Regions from separate parts of the Sus scrofa genome. Here all the other regions are linked to region 2. A link is a contact called in public Hi-C, HiChIP or PLAC-seq and promoter capture Hi-C data. All regions are on one chromosome and are shown on one strand. Each heading gives the region's core, a stretch centred on a gene start, on an enhancer-like site or on the middle of the called end of the contact. The rest is flanking DNA. Distances are from core to core; before and after follow the strand shown.

Evidence for each region. Promoter capture Hi-C pulls out the DNA fragments that hold promoters and counts their contacts. A called contact is a pair of places that touch in the nucleus more often than the background predicts. HiChIP or PLAC-seq counts read pairs in DNA pulled down with a chosen protein or histone mark.
Region 1: a promoter capture Hi-C map of fetal liver shows a contact between it and region 2, with 4 times the contacts expected there. The contact joins the promoter of GTF2H1 here to the promoter of TSG101 in region 2. A contact is called at or near these places in 2 of 5 promoter capture datasets (fetal liver and liver), 4 of 47 Hi-C or Micro-C datasets (embryonic fibroblasts, heart right ventricle and skeletal muscle) and 2 of 2 datasets of contacts at active chromatin or transcription factors (alveolar macrophages and skeletal muscle).
Region 3: a contact with region 2 is called in an H3K27ac HiChIP or PLAC-seq map of alveolar macrophages. The contact joins the promoter of IGSF22 here to the promoter of TSG101 in region 2. A contact is called at or near these places in 3 of 47 Hi-C or Micro-C datasets (omental adipose tissue, skeletal muscle and subcutaneous adipose tissue) and 2 of 2 datasets of contacts at active chromatin or transcription factors (alveolar macrophages and skeletal muscle).
Region 4: a contact with region 2 is called in a Hi-C map of embryonic fibroblasts, with 2.4 times the contacts expected there. The contact joins the promoter of LDHA here to the promoter of TSG101 in region 2. A contact is called at or near these places in 1 of 5 promoter capture datasets (fetal skeletal muscle), 4 of 47 Hi-C or Micro-C datasets (brain, embryonic fibroblasts, heart right ventricle and 1 more) and 2 of 2 datasets of contacts at active chromatin or transcription factors (alveolar macrophages and skeletal muscle).

The regions. Positions count from the first base shown.
Region 1 is chr2:40,899,150-40,901,849 of Sscrofa11.1, reverse strand. GTF2H1 (general transcription factor IIH subunit 1) reads left to right here and starts at 1,259. Exons shown (of 15, transcript XM_013994506.2): 1 at 1,259-1,743.
Region 2 is chr2:40,671,813-40,674,512 of Sscrofa11.1, reverse strand. TSG101 (tumor susceptibility gene 101 protein) reads right to left here and starts at 1,326. Exons shown (of 16, transcript XM_021083264.1): 1 at 1,144-1,326. The coding sequence starts at 1,185.
Region 3 is chr2:40,522,630-40,525,329 of Sscrofa11.1, reverse strand. It overlaps IGSF22 (immunoglobulin superfamily member 22), which reads right to left and starts at 1,326. Exons shown (of 25, transcript XM_003122929.4): 1 at 1,139-1,326. The coding sequence starts at 1,251.
Region 4 is chr2:40,824,006-40,826,705 of Sscrofa11.1, reverse strand. LDHA (lactate dehydrogenase A) reads left to right here and starts at 1,377. Exons shown (of 8, transcript NM_001172363.2): 1 at 1,377-1,459.

The DNA.
Region 1 (2,700 bases), core at 10-2,509, 230 kb before region 2:
TCTGCACAGGGAGTTCCCGTCGTGGCGCAGTGGTTAACGAATCTGACTAGGAACCATGAGGTTGCGGGTTCGGTCCCTGCCCTTGCTCAGTGGGTTAACGATCCAGCGTTGCCAGTGAGCTGTGGTGTAGATTGCAGACGCAGCCCTGATCCCGCGTTGCTGGGCTCTGGCATAGGCCAGTGGCTACAGATCCAATTCAACCCCTAGCCTGGGAACTCCATATGCCGCAGGAGCGGCCCAAAGAAATAGCAAAAAGACAAAAAAAAACAAAAACAAAAAAAACCTCTGCACAAATGTTTCATTGTATAAACTTTCTGTGCATCCATGGTTTAATATATGCTGTTTCTTGAACCTTCCTTCATCTAACAAAACCGTATCTTCCTGCGAAACTCGGTTTAACTATTTCTTCTGTTAAGACTGTCACACTCTAGAGTAGCAAAAAAATTAAGAAATTTGAAGGCGGACACAAATGCTTACCAAAGTCAAGTAAAAGACTTTCTGAAGGGTTGGCTTGCCCAAGATTACAGAACTCATATAAGTAGAATTATGACTAAAATCCATTAATTCTGAGTCCAAGTCTAATTACCTTTCCATTTCTCCGCATTGCCTGATGTAACATAGAACAGAGGATCAAGGCCTTTCTCATCGCCTTAGTATTCATTCATTTTAAAAGACCAGTGTTTGCGAACACCCGATGCAAATCACAGCGTTCTCTTTTCCCCACTAGGTGCGTGGAAGGAAGAGTAGGGAAAAGGAAGGAAGCAAAAACAAAAGATAATGCGGAGGGGAAGTAAGAGATTCCCCCACTTCCATAATGAGCTCTTTCTACCCAAGTAATAAACAACTCTCCACCTCAGACCAGGAAATGGCGACTCACTCATTCATGCATTGAACATGTCTTGTACACACCACTGGAAACAGTGCAAGTGGAACTCCTAACTTCTCAACAGCAATAATTCTAATACTTTGTTCAGATCTCTTGAAAGGAGCCTCGGTAATCAAATTTTCAAAGCCAGGATTACAGACCAGTAGCCTGTAGGTCTCAGCTCCGCTACACCATCTCCAAGACAGCAGCCCCCAATTTCCAGTGGATCACACCTTCTCTCCCCGCTAGGCGCTTACAACACTCACCGCGCACTCAGAGCCACACCTGAGCTTCACTATCCTCTCCCGCTCCTCCCCTCCCTGGCCTACGTCATCCCGGAGCGCCGGGAATCCTGGGACCATGCTATTAACGGTACTTCCTTGTCACGTGACAAGTTACGCCCCGCTTGCGCGGGGTCCCTCCCCCTCAAGGCCGCGGCCGCAATTACGCGCTCTGCGGCCTGCAGTGAGGTGGTTCTTGCTGGCCGAAGATGCAGCGCCGACTGAGACCAGAGGAGCTCTAGGCCAGAGGGGTGAGCCAGCCAGGATCCCAGGACCCTTCGCTGCTTAAAGCCAGCGAGAGGAAATGAAACGGGCGGGCACCGGCGGGGGAGGGAGGGAACTGGCGCAAGGTATCATGGCGGCCGCGTTTGGGGGGTCACGTGGCCCGCCGGCCCGCCTTTGTACTTCCGGTCACGTGCCCTCAGAGTTCTCGCAGCCAGCGATGGAGGCGAGACCCCCCAGTAACAGAGGCGGTGGCGACGGCGGCGGCTACTGGGTTTCAACCTCTTCCCGGCAGTGTCTGTAAGAAGCGCAGCGGAACACGACCCGACCCAGTCCAGTAGCTTACTCTCTGCCCAGGGCCGCAGCTCCCACCTGGTAAGTTTAGACCGAAGAATGGGGGTGGGTGGGTGGTTGAGGAGCTGACAGGCCTGGGGGCCGCGGGACGGTTGGGAATCTGCCCCTTTTACCTGTGTACCTCCGCCGTCGCCGCAACTTCCAAGCCCATGGTTTCAGTAGCCGTATATTATTCTGAAGCAGGGAAGAGGCGACCCTTAATCTGCTTGTCTGTAGGAAGCCTACTTCTCCGAGAAGAGGGACACGAAGATTTAACGCAAAGCCGGGATCAGACTTGGCTCATGCGAATGAAGGAAGAGAGAGAGTGGAAGCCTCTCTCTGAGGAGCCATTCCCGTTAGAAAATGTGTTGTTGAGTCTTTCGGTTTCTGTAAGGGAGAAGCTTTTAATAGAGTGTTTGCACACCTGTCAGTCTTGCCATTCTTAAACCGTTAACAGGTGTACTAGTCCACTCCCCACAAACACCAAGTTTTGGCTTATGTTCAGTTTGGTCATCTTTAAGATAGACCACCAACTCGTGGAAAAATATGCTTATTTTACAATTTCCCCAGTGTTCTCAGAGGCAAAATCGGCTAAGGAAGTGTATTCGGTTGACTCTCAAACGTCCATTTTAGGGTCTGTAAAATGAAGGGCGGAGTGAGAGAGATAGAAACTTAACCTTTTGCCCACTAGAAGACCCAAGTTTGAAAACGTACAGAAACCAAGTGCTTTCAAGTATACCTTGCAGTAAGTATTCACTCCATGAAGGATTGGAACAATTTCTTTACGTTGATTCTTACCAGAAACCCCAGTATGGAAAGCAGCATACCCCACTCAGCCTCCCCTCGTGGAACAAACACAGTTTGAAAGCCACAGAACTAGGCTTTAATCACTAAGCCAAAGTTGCCAACCCTAAGGTGGATTTTTAAAAGTCAAAACTAGGATAAATGAAAAGGGAAGGGCATAGCAGAGGTGAAGGTAACCTCTAGTATCCGGGTAAT
Region 2 (2,700 bases), core at 77-2,576:
GGGTCACTGTTGGCGCAGAAAAAGCATGCTGCAGGCGGCGCCCAAAAAGCGCCAAAAAACAAACATAAATACCCCATTACTTTCTCTTTAGAAATTATTGGCTTTTCGATCAAAGACTAGGGGGATTATTTTACTGGGGGAAAAAGTCTACTTTTCAAATAAATAAGTTCATGAATAACAGCGTGTTTTAATAATATTGAAAATTGCTTAAACCGCTTTCTACCATTCTTGCTTTGACAAAAGTACCTAAGCTAACCCGTTTAACTGGAGAAGACTGAACTTTCAACCACTTCACATACATCTTATTCCAATTAGCTTTGGTAAATTGAAAAAAACAAAACAAAACCCCAAGTTCACTCTGGTACCAGGTGCCTCATTTTAAGTGGTTGTCAAAATAATTCACAGCTTTAAATACAAAATGCCTATCGGCTTTTTAAAAAAAATGAAAGAAATACATTGGTCTTGAGCTGTGGAAATCAAACATTTCAAAACAAATAAATTCGCGTAATAAGAAACATACATTTAAGGGTAGTTATTCTCAGCAAATCAAAGTAATGGTAATGGAATTCTATTTATTCACCTGTGGTAGTGAGGTACAGGTATTTTGGCTTTTCAAGGCGTTTTTACTTATAATTGAACCAATGCAACAAACAGTTACTGATCTCCTGCGGGTCGGCTATTGAGCTGCGTGAGGAATACAAACTGAAAAGGACACAATCTCCGAGGGCGGGGAGGGAAGGGCGAAGACAGACGAGCCCTACATTGGGACATGAGTGGAGAAGTGCCCCAGACCGAGAATTAAGTTCAAGCCCCTCTTTGTGCTGATATAAAGTAAGACGAAACTATTCTGCCCCTCAGACTGCTCCAAACTCTCTCTCCCCGAAGAGAGGAGGGCGGGCGGCAGGTGGCAGGCGGCCTCCGCTCTGCGCCTTTGTTGACTGTCGCCGCCCCCCGCCGGCCCCGGCCCGGGAATTCCCCGCACCGGGCGACAGGTTTCCCGGGACTGGGAGCGTCGGGGGCAGCCGGGGACTACACGGGGCTTCGGGCCCGCACCGGGGGCTGGCTAAACTGGTCGGGCAGGCCCCGGCGGCGCGGAAGGGAGCAGTGGGCGCGCGCCGAGCGGCGAGCGCGCCGCGGCCTCACCTTGGACACCATTTTCTTGAGCTGGCTCTCCGACCCCGCCATGGCTGCCGCCTCGCGACTCCCGTCCCCGCAGGCAGAGGGTCAGCCGCTCCGGGGCCGCCCCAGGCCGCCCCACACAATCGCACCGAGGAGCCAGCCCCCCACCCCCCCCTCCTCTAACTACAGGAAGTCGAGTGCTACCACAGAGCTTTCCGCTTCCGTTACGTCACTTCCGAGGTCGGCGACAGAGGATGGGCGTGGGCTGGGCTTGTTCTGGCAGGGTCAGGTGCTGCAGATGAGGGCAGACCTCTTCCGAGGGTGGGAATTTGGGCTGAGGTGAGCTAGGCAGGTTATTCACAGTTGCCCTTAGACCGAGAGAGCAGGTGCAGGGACGGGAAGAAGCGCGATTATCTTGCCGGTAAACTTTAATGGCTGATTCATCAAGTGGGAAAGCACTAGACTGGAGTCAGAAAACTCTTCTGCCACTGATTTCTGATAATAGTAGGCAAGTGCACTGTTAGCTCGGGCTTCAGTTTTTCTCCCACTCTAAGATGAGAGGCTTCTTCACTAGGTGATGCCAGTGTCACTCTGATTATCAGGTTGTTTTTCATTTTTAAGCTTAAAAATTCACCATACTACATTCACAAGGGCAAAATGCAGAGCCCTCGTTTCACAGGAGACCATCCCCTAAGTCAGACCTTCTCCTCTGTGCCCAGACATAGGTGATAATACAGACTGCCTTCTACCTTGGACTCCGTGTGTATACCAGGCTCTCCATTGTCAAAGTTCAAGTCTTTGCCCGCAGGCACATCTTCCGATCTTCATCGCCTTGTACAGTGCAAGAGTACATACTGTCTCAACTAAATTTCTACTACCCTTAAAAGTTCTTAATGGTCATTTATATTAATCATTATTATTGCACATCACCACCAGCTTTATAAGTACAGTGCTGTTCAAGGTACTGTAAAGCTTGGGTTTGATGGTGTAAAGAATGATTATTTAGGTGATTTAAGCATAGTGCTATGGAAGAATAGGCTTTGGTATTCTCTTCTAAATTGACATCTAAATGAAGGTCACATACACAGAGGGCCTAACTGAAGACAGGTGGAAGTATCATTACATTGATTGTGTGTGTGTGTGTGTGTGTGTGTGTGTGTGTAGGTATCTTTTTTTGGATATGAACACCATATATTGGTTAACCATACAGCTCCAGTCAAACCATAGGGCAGTCTAACCATACAGCTCCAGTCAAACCATAGGGCAGTCTATCCTTCCCTGCACCTTTTTTATGTCACTTAAATGTGGTTTTCAAGCTATTCTTAAAGTCAAAACTTAGCCAGGAGAGCTTTCAACTGCAGCAACTCTGCTTTTATCAATTAGAAGAGCACAAATAATACATTGTCTAAAAGTTTTCTTGTTAGGAAATACTTTAAAGTTCTAAAACAATTAAAATCCAATCTCAGAGGTCCCTGGTGGCCTACCAGTTAAGGATCCGGCATTGTCCCTGCTGCGGTCAGGTTCGATCCTTGGCCTGGGAGTGTCCACATGCCACGGGCCTGGCAAAAAAAAACCAAAATC
Region 3 (2,700 bases), core at 77-2,576, 150 kb after region 2:
AGGTGGCGGGTTCAGTCCCTGCCCTTGCTCAGTGGGTTAACGATCTGGCGTTGCCGTGAGCTGTGGTGTAGGTTGCAGATGCGGCTGGGATCCCGTGTTGCTGTGTCTCTGGCGTCGGCTGGTGGCTACAGCTCCAACTGGATCCCTAGCCTGGGAACCTCCATATACTGAGGGAGCAGCCCTAGGAAAGACAAAAAGACAAAAAAAAAAAAAAAAAAAAAAAAGTAAACTCTGCTAAAAATGGAGAGGGAGTTCCCGTTATGGCTCAGTGGGAACAAATCCGACTAGTATCCATGAGGACGTGGGTTTGATCCCTGGCCTCGGTGGGTTGGGGATCCGGCGTTGCCGTGAGCTGTGGTGTAGGTTGCTGACATGGCTTGGATTCGCTCCGATTTGACCCCTACCTAGCCTGGGAATCTCCATATGCCATGGATGCAGCCCTAAAAAAAAAAAAAAAAAAAAAAAAAAAAAAAAGGAGTTGGTAAAGAGTGTTTATCTGGGCTTGAACTCTGTGCACAAAGGGTTCTGAAGGAGAGGCAACAGCTGGGAGGACGGGTATTCAATATCCTGGTCCCTGGCCATCTTTTAATCACTTTCCTCTAGAGACAATGACTAAAACAATCTGTTCTGCTCTGAGACTGTTTCTCAGCTTTCCCTTGGATCCAACCTCCCCTAAGTCTGGTCCCCAAGGGCCGAGCGCCTGGAAACTCAAGTCACTTGTTTATATGACTCTCTCTACTGGCAGTTCCAAGTCTTCTCTGTTTTAAGTGGAGCAGGGCTAGCATTGTTACTCATGGCTGGTAAGATTGCTACCTCTCTAACTTCCTCCATGCCTGAAATCCTATTGTTGGAGATTCGTGCATTTGCCTATGGCTCTGATTGCCTCAAGCAATTAACAGTCATCCATCACTCATACACATCCATGTGATTGATTTTTCCTAAGCTGTTCTCCTGGAGATCCAATCTGTGGGTGAGCATCCAGCTGGCTAAGCTTTATCAAAGCACAGATTAGAAGACAGGTTGGGAAGGGTTTCTGGGGGTATATTGGGCTCTTGAGGGGCCCAGGAGTCGCCAAGACTGTAGAAAGAAAGGCTGCCCCAACCTGATCCCCCCCTTGCCCGCACTGCTCCCACTCTACTTGCCTCCCACGATCTTGGTTGTCTGGGAGAAGGTCTGCACGTGGGTGGTGGAGCTGGAGAACTCCATGGACACGTGTTTCTGAACCATCTGCTTGCGGTGAATGGTTGTCATGGTGACAGCAGGCGTGGGCACTCACCTGGGAGAACCAGGGAGAGGATGAGGCCACGAAGGACAAAGAAGGGAGCAGGAGAGAGACTCAGAGATGTCCTTATGTGTGTGTCGGGGGGGAAGGGACAGGACAGGTGGGCACACGGGGAGATGGCTGTGCAGAGGAGAGGTCAGTGGCAAGCCTCTTCTCTCTGGCCTCTCTTCTCTTCCCGTGGTGTCTCCCTTTCCCTGGTTGGCTACAAGGACCAATGGGCTTGTCCTCCACTGAGTGACCCCCAAATCCTTCCAAATCCTTGGAGGGGGAGGATGTAGGGCTTAGACTGACCCAGCAAATCCAGTAAGGCCCAGAGGGAGTTGAGGATATCTATTGATAGCTACATGGAACTAGGGAGGCAGCGCTGGCTGTTTCATCAGAAGGAAATGAAGTCAGACCTGAGAAGGAACTTCCTGATTAAGCCATACCAGAGCAGGCCTTGAAAGGAAACTGCAGATCTTCATGCCCGGCCCTGGGGAGCCCTGGCATGGGGGGAATGCTAAGCCTGATGACAGTGTGTTTCTACAGCTTTGTCACTTGTGATATGGTAAAGACAGAGGTTACATTCTTATTTCCCAAATTTTTCCCCCCTCTGGAATTGATAATTCACAGTTAAAAAATAAAACAATAGAAACTCCGTGTGAAGGAGCTCCCTCCCCTCCCCGGCCCTCTCCCAACCCTCCCCAGCAGGTAACCACTTGCGGTCTCTGGGCTCCTTCTGGAGCTCCTTCACACAAACAGGAGCATGTCTTTGTCTGCACTGTCCTTTTTTACATGTAAAGTAGCCTCGTATACACACTCTTAAGCTCTCTTTTTACTTTATGCCTCGTGGAGAGCTTCCCATCCCAGTTCAAAGTTTCCTCATTCTTGTTAACAGCTCCATAGCACCTTCGATTTCACCAGAGTGGCAGTTTTAAAAACCCTATTCTGTTTAAGAGAAACTATCCAAAGACACTCAGGCCACAACCTTGGCTTCGGGACTCCCAGACCAGTGCCCTTCCAGGGGACTGCACAGTTTTCTTTCGAGCTGGAAGGTGTGGGACTAAACTTTACCCTCTCACCCGGTGATTGATACGTCTCTGCCTGGCCTGTTTTGCTCTCCCAGTTCTGAGACCAGCTCCCCTGTCCCAGCTCCTGCTGTCTCTGGGCTCAGAAGGTAGCAGACTCTGCCCTTTTCCTGAGGGAAGAGGGAAGACTTACCTTAGTGTGACCAATCCTTCTTAACCCTCGACTGCTTTGTCCACGGCCTTGGAGGCTCAGCTGGTGCCTGGGCTGCAGACTGGCCAGTCTCCTTCTCCCTTTGCCCCTGCAATGGGGCCACCAGGAGTCACTGGTTCCTTAAATGTCTGGCCCCCTGGGGGTGATCCCTTACTCAGGCTGTTCAGCTGCCCTAGGCTGGGACACTGCTTTGGGGGATG
Region 4 (2,700 bases), core at 128-2,627, 150 kb before region 2:
AAGCTCCTGTTCTGCATAAAAAGAGGGAAGCTGTGCTCAGAGTGAGCTCTTGTTCGGTGCCTTAATTTAGGGGACTGCAAACTCTCTGCCTAGATTATCTTCAGAGGTCATTCCAGAGCCCTCCTGGTGAAGGTTCCTACTTGCCTGCTCTCTGCCCTCCTCTTCCCAGCATCTGTGGTTGCATTTGATGGGCAGGCAGAGACCCAGCCCTGACTAAATGAGGACATTGTTGCAAAGACTGAGGAACCACAGACATTGTTGCAATCTGCCCTGCCCGAGGAAACTTGGAGACCTGTAGCTGGCCCTCAGCCCCTCTGCTGTGTGTTTGGGGAGACAACCTAGGTTTCTGGGCCTCCCAGAGTGATGGGAAAACCATTAGGATGTGCCAGATGTGCTGCTTTTCTGCAGTTGAGATTAGAGTTCTTTCAAAACCAAAGGGCCCGGGATTTTGGATTTTTCTCAGAAGTGGCGGCTAAATTGGTGCCCCAGGTGCAGGAAGTAAGTAGACTCACTCTTGCTCTTAAGAGACACATCAGCAGGTAGGAGAGCGGATCCACACACCCACACCTCTAAGGCAAGCTCGTCTGAAGGATGTACAGACTAGTGTGGTGGGAACAGAGAGAAAGGAGATACCAACTCCCTGGGTGTATGTGGTGGGGGAGAGGGGGGAGTACCAGAAGATGGGTCCAGTTGAAAAGAGATGGAGAAGGAAGGCCGGCCTGGAACCAGCATGAGCAAACGCCCAAAGGTAAAAAAATAATGATATGCTTAAACAAACAAACAAACAAACCAAGAAACAAAAAACCAGGCAGTTCTTGGGTGTGGCTGGGATACAAGGTGCTGGGCCGGTGGGGCAGTAGGGAGTGCGGACAAGAGGATGAGGCTTTCCTTTGAGTTATGGGACTTGGAAGTTTTAGCAGTAGGAGGTCAAGCTGGGTCAAGTTTTGGAGATCACTCAACTTAGGTAAGAGGAATACACTGAGGCTGTGCTAGGCACTTTCTTTCAACAAAAATTTGTCGAGTGCCCATTATGTGCTAGAAGCTGTTCTGGACACTGGACAACAGCAGCAAAAATTCAGATCGAGCCTTCCTTGAGAGTAACTTCCACATTTTAAGGAAGAGGAAATGAGGGTTGGCTTGACTCTGGCTGATGGCTCTAGCCTGGATTTCTGCGGCCGGAGGCAGCGTGGGTCTGGGCAGCCCTTTGCATAGCTGGGCGCACATGGGTCCTTCCGCTGCGTGCGCCACCGCCCCCCCCCACTGCCCCGCCCGGCTCGGAGCCCGCCCCCAGCCCAACCCACACGTGGGTTCTTGCACGTCCGCCCGGCTCCCCCTTGACGTCAACCTCGCTGTTGCTTTTAAGGCCCCTCCCGCTTCGCGCTCGGAGTACCGGAGCAGCTGCCGCCAAGTCCGGATCCGACACTGTGCGCCTCCCACGCCCGCCCGAAGTGCACTCCCGGTACGTCCCGCCCGGCGCGCACGGCGCCCGAGGGGAAGAGCGACAACTTTGGGCTTCTCTGTCGCCGCGCTGCCCACGAAGGGGTCCCTGCTCCCGCGAGGTGTTGGCTCTGCTTCCCAGAGACCTGGGCGGTGGCCCACGCCACGCATGGGCTTGGGACCCGCGGTAACCTCCTTTGGCTCTAAATGGGCACAGTAGCCTCTGGGTGGGTTGGGGAACCAAGGAGGTGGCCGCATCTAATCTGGGGTCGAAGGCCTGAGTGGATGCGGAAGGACCAGGATTCGACAGGTCTGAAGGGTGGGGCATACCTCTAGGCTCGAAATGGGCAAACCGCACAGAACTCGAAGTCCGGTTCTTGGAGTCCACGGGGCCGAAAAAGCTTCAGCAGTGTTTGGGTGGATTCCTGGAAGCCAGAAAGCTGCTGGGTGCCCTTTTGGTCGCATTTTAACCGTGGGACTCTCAAGAGGTGGGCTTCTTGAGGGCAGCTGCTGCCTGCAGATTATAGAGCGTTTCTTGAGTTAATTACATTTTTAAAGAAGCTACTGATGTATGGGCGCTACACTAGACATGGAGCATGCAAAGAAGAGGCAGTAAGGGTGATTATCAGCCAGCTCTCCCGCCTCTCAGTATATTGAGAGTAGGATCATCTCGTACCTTCTTCTCCTTTTGACAAATGGGGGAACCTACGGCTGGTTAGGGCATCTCTAAGGTCACAGTGAGCGGGTGGCCGACTTGGGAGGTAGGCCCTCTTTCTGCAGGGCTTCACCCGGACTCGTATTCCCACATGGAAGGGAGCACTGGAGCCCAGGACTCAGATTATGGTGAAACCTGGAGATGTCTGCAGAAAGAACTCCCTTCCCCCAGCCAGGCTTTAGAAACCTTACAAGGCTGTCTAGAAATAGCAGCAATTTGTAAGGAGAGACTCAATTCTAGCTTGGTGATTCTGGGCTGCCTGCCTGCAAACCCTCTCAGATATTTTTGCTCTTTGGGCTGGTGTCAAGATTAGACTTGGTGCTTTCACGATGCAATCTGTGATAATTTCTCCAGTGAATCCAATGTAGAATTAGATTAGGAGAGTCGAAGCTCCCCTCCCTGGCTCTGGAAATCCAGGGTTCCACCAAGTATCTATTAACTTGAGGGCTCCAGTCTTCAGGTCTCTGCAGCTATCGCTGCATTTCCGGTACTAACAAAATTTCCTCATACCGTTCCTCACGCCTTTGCACCAAGGATCGCGGCAGAAG